2 separate regions of the Mus musculus genome follow, and region 1 is linked to region 2. The links are chromatin contacts, called in public HiChIP or PLAC-seq maps. All regions are on one chromosome and are shown on one strand. Each heading gives the region's core, a stretch centred on a gene start, on an enhancer-like site or on the middle of the called end of the contact. The rest is flanking DNA. Distances are from core to core; before and after follow the strand shown. Region 1 holds the start of Tmem185b (transmembrane protein 185B). Region 2 overlaps Ralb (v-ral simian leukemia viral oncogene B).

Region 1 (2,700 bases), core at 28-2,527, 38 kb before region 2:
GCATCTTCACTGTCTTCGTGATGGAGATCGTAAGAGATATTTCCATATTCTCTTAAAAACGGAAAAACTTCTAGTAGAAACTGACAGAAATCCCTGCGAATCCCAAACCACCAATGATTGCCCCCTTTCCGCCTGAACGTTGTAGCCATCAAAGTCAGTAATGAGAGCCAAAGCGGGATGAAAATGGAAATGTAAGAGAACGTATTGTGGTCATCCAGTCTGTGAACTAGCAGGACCTCAAAAATGAGCAGGGGCACGACAATGGTGATCCAGCTGATGGCCATGGTCACATGTGTTCTTCGCTGCTCTGCAACCACATCCAGGGACCGCAGGAATAGGAGGGACCACACGATGTAATAGAGAACTACCAGGCAGAGGAATGACATGAGGATCCACAGGGGCACGAACACCACTAGCCACGGCCAGTGGATAATCCTGTCCAGCCTCAGGGCGATGAAGATGAACTGCAGGATGTTGACAGAGCACAGGATCTCCAGTTCCAAAGACCTGTCGTGTCGGAAGCCCCAGACACAGGCGGCCACGGACACAGGGGAAACGAAGAAGAGTGGCATGAAGACCAGCAGCCAAAAGTGGGTGCCCCTCTCCACCCTGTCGCAGACTAGTATCTCAAACATGAGTAGTAGCAGGTGGATGCCCACGGCGATAAGCATGGCTTTGAATTCCACGCAGGCTTCCCCCTCTGTACGGTAGCGTGGGTTGCGGGCCCACACGCCCGCACCCACCGAGGCGCCCACGATGACCAGGAGCTTCCACAGCCAGATGGGGGCGAAGACTGCCCAGTAGCTCCACTGGATGATGCCGTCCAGGCGCAGGGGCAGCAGCACGGAGAAGAGTAGCAAGCAGGCATAAATGAGGAACTTACTGGGGTTGAAGTCCTGGAACAGGCCCCTGGGGTTCATGGCGAAGGCTGTACTGCCTCTAGATGGGCATCCGCCCGCTGCGTGTTAGAGGCTCCAGACCGCAGCTCCGAGGGGCCGGAACACGTGCGAGCAGTCACGTGGCCCGGCCGGAAGCGAGCCGAGGGCACAGCGTGCGCTGGCCGCGAACGGTACGGTGCCTACGCCGGGGACACTGCCCCAACCCCGTAGCTCAGGCTTCAGTGGATGCTCACGCCGTCTGCCTTCATTTCGCAGCCACGAGGCCGACGCCGCGTTGCGTGCGGAGTCGGATGGGACCTGGCGCGCTGCGGACTCGGCGACCCGCAGACCCGCTGCCTGTGAGCTGGCCGAGACCTTCGGAGGACGCTTCCTGGAGGAGGCCGGAACATGGAGGAGGGAGTGAGCTCACATCCTCCCGGCAGGCTCGGGGGCGGGGCCCGGGACGGGGCGGGGTCGGAGAGCGGTGGGAGCAGAGCTGGGCGGAGGGCAGGGCGAGCCGGTCCCCGCAGGGGTTTGGGGTCTTTCCGAGTGGGGAGGGCAAGAGCAGCGCGTTGTCTGGCCCCGGAGCCTGGGGGTGCACGGGCAAAGGCGGGTGGCGGGCGAGCGAAGGGAGTCTGAGAGCGCGCCGGTAACTGTGACTGCCCAGCACGGATGGAAGGACGCGCGAGGAGCAGTGGCTTTGACCCTGGGTTCGGCGCGAAGGCCGGGGGGGGGGGGGGGTGCAGGCAGTCAACGGGTTAGGGCTCTGCCCAGGGCAAAACTCCACAGAGCCACTAGCGATTCTCAGGCTGCCCCTAAAAGGTGGTGCGGAGCGCCTAGGTGCTTACCAATACTCTTCTGCCCTTTGTCACCTGGTGGAGGGGTACCTGGGAGGGTGCCCCACCAGGCCAGAAACAGCTCCCTGAGGGAGCAAGTGAAGAAACTGGACCCAGAGAAGGCCTGGTTAGCGGCAGAATTAGGGCTTGGATTTAGGGCTCCCAACCTTGAGTCTCATTTTCATTTATCAGACACTGCATGAGTCTGATTCTTTTAGAACTATGTTAGGAAAAGGTGCAAGGGTCAAGAAATTTTGGTTGTACCCCAGACCCTGCCAGCCACCGGCTGAAAAGGGAAGCAAATCCATCCCAACCCACCCCCTCTCTGATAAGCTGCAATGGGTTTGTGGTTTAGATACTATTTTTTTCTGACCTGCTGGGCAGAACTAAAGGGTTCTTTCCTCCCTTCTCTGACCCTTGCTCAGCAGAGCCCTGGTTGCTAGTCCTTGCTTTTCAGCCCCGGGGCCTCGCCCTTCAGGTTCCCTGAAGTGGGATAAAAATGCATGAAAGTCTTAGGCCATTAGAGGAAAATGAGGGGGTGGAAATGGATGGCTGCCAATCTCTGCAGTTGGAGTATAGGGCTCCCAGGGGGAAGCAGAGAACCTTCACGGACGCTACTGCCTCTTCTTTCAGCCCTTCCAGAGAAAAGTGGGGACAGCTGCTAAGCCCCAGGCTTTCCTCATTCATGATGGGCACCAAGGAGTTGCATAAGGGTTGCTGGAGATTAGTGCCAGACGGCAGAGTGCCCCCCAAGCCCAGAAATTGCAACAGGTGAACCAGTGTCCAGGCCCTCTGTTTCTACAGAGCCGATTGGAGTGATGGCCCCTACTGGGCATCAGTTTAGTTTCTTGGCTTTTTTGGTGCTCCTACCGTTTAAAAAGAATGCTGCCGTAGAAAAGGGTCTTTGTGTGTGTGTGGTGTGCATGTGTTTGCACATTCAAGTGTGTGTGTGTGTGTGTGTGTGTGTGTGTGTGCAGATGCACATA
Region 2 (2,700 bases), core at 156-2,655:
GGTGCTGTTACTCAGGTATCTGTGTGGAGACAGGCTCTCTCGGAACCAGGAACTTGTCATGTAGACTGGACTAGCTGGCCACTGAGGCCGAGCTCCACCAGTCTGCCTCTCTAAGCCCTGAGATTCACAAGCATGCACCCCCCACCCCAACTGGCTTTCTCCTTTCAAATTCAGGTCCTCCAGCTTACAGGGCAAGCACTTTCCTGCCTCAGCCCCCGGTTCTGAATTTTGCAATGATGTGTTTTAATGAGCTTTTCTTTGTTGTAACAAAGTATTTGGCAAAAATCAAACATAAAGAGGGAAGGTGCAGCAGCCTGAGGCCAGCCTCGAAGTGAGTTCCAGGATGGTCAGGGCTACACAGGGAAACCCTTCTCTAAAACAGCAACAACAACAACAACAATAAACAAACAAACAAACAACAAAGAAGGAGGAGGAAGAGGAGGAAAGATTAGTTTGGATCATGGACCCAGAAGCTCATGGTTGCTTAGGCCTTTGCTTTGAGTCTGAGGTGAGAGGCTGGACGACATGGAGGAGAGTGGGAAGCAAGCAGAGAGGTCCAGTGCCTGTCAGCAGGGAAGCTGTCTCTCTGTCTCTCTCTGTCTCTCTCTCTCTGACTCTCTCTGTCTCTCTCTCTCTGACTCTCTCTGTCTCTCTCTCTCTGACTCTCTCTGTCTCTCTCTCTCTGACTCTCTCTGTCTCTCTCTCTCTGACTCTCTCTGTCTCTCTCTCTCTCTGACTCTCTCTGTCTCTCTCTCTGACTCTCTCTGTCTCTCTCTCTGTGTCTCTGTCTCTTTCTCTCTGTCTCTGTCTCTCTATCTCTCCGTCTCTTTCTCTCTTTCTCTCTCTGTCTCTCTCTCTGACTCTCTCTGTCTCTCTCTCTCTGACTCTCTCTGTCTCTCTCTCTGACTCTCTCTGTCTCTCTCTCTCTCTGACTCTCTCTGTCTCTCTCTCTGACTCTCTCTGTCTCTCTCTCTGACTCTCTCTGTCTCTCTCTCTGTCTCTCTCTGTCTCTGTCTCTTTCTCTCTGTCTCTGTCTCTCTATCTCTCCGTCTCTTTCTCTCTCTGTCTCTCTCTCTCTGTGCACACGTGTGCATTCCTGTGTGTATGTGTGTGTGCACTTTTGCATGTCTTGTTTCTGTCTGTCTGTGTTCTCATTTAGATACATTCTAAGGTTCTCACATTCTCCAGTCATTTCCTGGCTCTTTTGTACAGTCAGATAATAGGGTGGGGTGTTTTCTGTTTGTTTGTTTGTTTTGTTTTTTGTTTGTTTGTTTGTTTTAAGGCAAAGGCTGTGTCTCTGGAATGGTTACCTGCAAAAGAAAAAGCAAAATGAGCCACAGTAAATGGTCTGTGTGTGACCCAAACAGGGATCAGATTTCATCTTTCGGGCCAGCCCAGGGGTGGGTATGTCTGGAGTGACTGAGTGACAGTTGGCTGTCTTAGGTCCTTCCCTAATCCTAGCAGGTCAGCTGCAGCTATGGCCTAAGTGGGAACATCAACTTTCCTTACTTCTGATTTGCACTTAAACAACAGCAACAACAACTAGATCTCATGTCTGGAGAGAAGACAGAGAGGTTACATAGCATGGACTCTCCGCACCTGTATTGGGGGCTCCCAACTGCCTGTAACTCCAGCTGCAGGGGATCAGATGCACTGCGCCTGTGCGCACGCGCGAACACACACACACACACACACACACACACACACACACACACACTCCCGCGTAATTTAAAGGGGGCTGGGGGTGGGGGTAGGGGAAGGCCGGGTCTCATGCTTCTATTTCTGGCCTCAAGCTCCCTATGCAGCTGAGGAAACTTCTGGTTTTACATTTGCCTCCACACAAGGTTTATGTGATGGTGCAGGGGATCAAACCTAGAATGCCGGGCTGGCGCTGTATGGACTGAGCCACATCGTAGTCCCTGTTATTTTTGAACTTGAAACAAAACAAAGGTTTTGTTCTTCAGTGGTTATCATTGGCAAGGAAATCGACTTTATTTAAAATGAAAACAGACAAACAACAGCAGTAAATGGTCCTAGGCTTATTCGGTAAATGTCTGCCTTACAGGCATGAGGAGCTGAGCGCAGATCTCCGGAATTCATGAAAAGCCAGGGAGGGCTGTGTGCACCTGGGACCCCAGCACTAGGGAATGCAGACACAGGCAGAATTCTGACGTTCATTCCAGGTTCCTCAGGAAACCCTGCCTCAAAAAAATAAAGGGGGCTCCGGGGAGATGGCTTCCTGCTGAGACTGTACCAGAGTTTGATTCTGCAACCCATGTGGTCGAAAGAGAGAACCATCTCCTACAGGCTGCTCTCTCATTTCCACACATGTGCTATGACATGGATGTTCACACATGCGCACGCGCGCATACACACACACACACACACACACACAGGATGTAAGTTATTGGAATTAAAATAAATTAAAAGTAAAGGTGGCAAATGACTGAGGAAAGAGAGCCAGAGTTTACTCCTTCATGGATGTGTGTGTGTGTCTGTGCGCATCCTACACTATAAGGTACATACAGCACATGCACATACATGCCAAACGTGCATACTAAAACCATATATCTGTGTAGTGCATAATTTGGTTGTCTGCATGTGTTTGAAAGGACCCTGCCCCCAGCCTGGACAAATGTTGGTTTATTTACATCAAGTTCACAGAAACAGGGTTGGCGGTGAGAAATTGTGGGCCTTTGT

What was found. HiChIP or PLAC-seq counts read pairs in DNA pulled down with a chosen protein or histone mark.
Region 1: a contact with region 2 is called in an H3K4me3 HiChIP or PLAC-seq map of microglia, with 4 times the contacts expected there. The contact joins the promoter of Tmem185b here to the enhancer-like site in region 2. A contact is called at or near these places in 1 of 39 promoter capture datasets (macrophages), 1 of 15 datasets of contacts at CTCF or cohesin (embryonic stem cells), 59 of 484 Hi-C or Micro-C datasets (8-cell embryo, the AML12 cell line, the Ba/F3 cell line and 32 more), 11 of 115 datasets of contacts at active chromatin or transcription factors (the HPC-7 cell line, bone marrow-derived macrophages, double positive thymocytes and 4 more) and 5 of 9 other capture datasets (adipose tissue, embryonic stem cells, liver and 2 more).

What each region holds. Positions count from the first base shown.
Region 1 is chr1:119,524,731-119,527,430 of GRCm38.p6, reverse strand. Tmem185b (transmembrane protein 185B) reads right to left here and starts at 1,277. Exons shown (of 1, transcript NM_146103.2): 1 at 1-1,277. The coding sequence starts at 920.
Region 2 is chr1:119,487,091-119,489,790 of GRCm38.p6, reverse strand. The region is part of intron 1 of Ralb (v-ral simian leukemia viral oncogene B); the gene reads left to right. Among named protein-coding and RNA genes, the nearest start is that of Ralb, 16 kb to the left of the region's middle. Within about 2 kb of position 1,405, at least 20 of the 459 cell types and tissues checked have an H3K27ac peak or open chromatin away from gene starts, as enhancers often do. A contact at or near this core is called in double positive thymocytes, microglia and pre-pro-B cells, where this site is marked.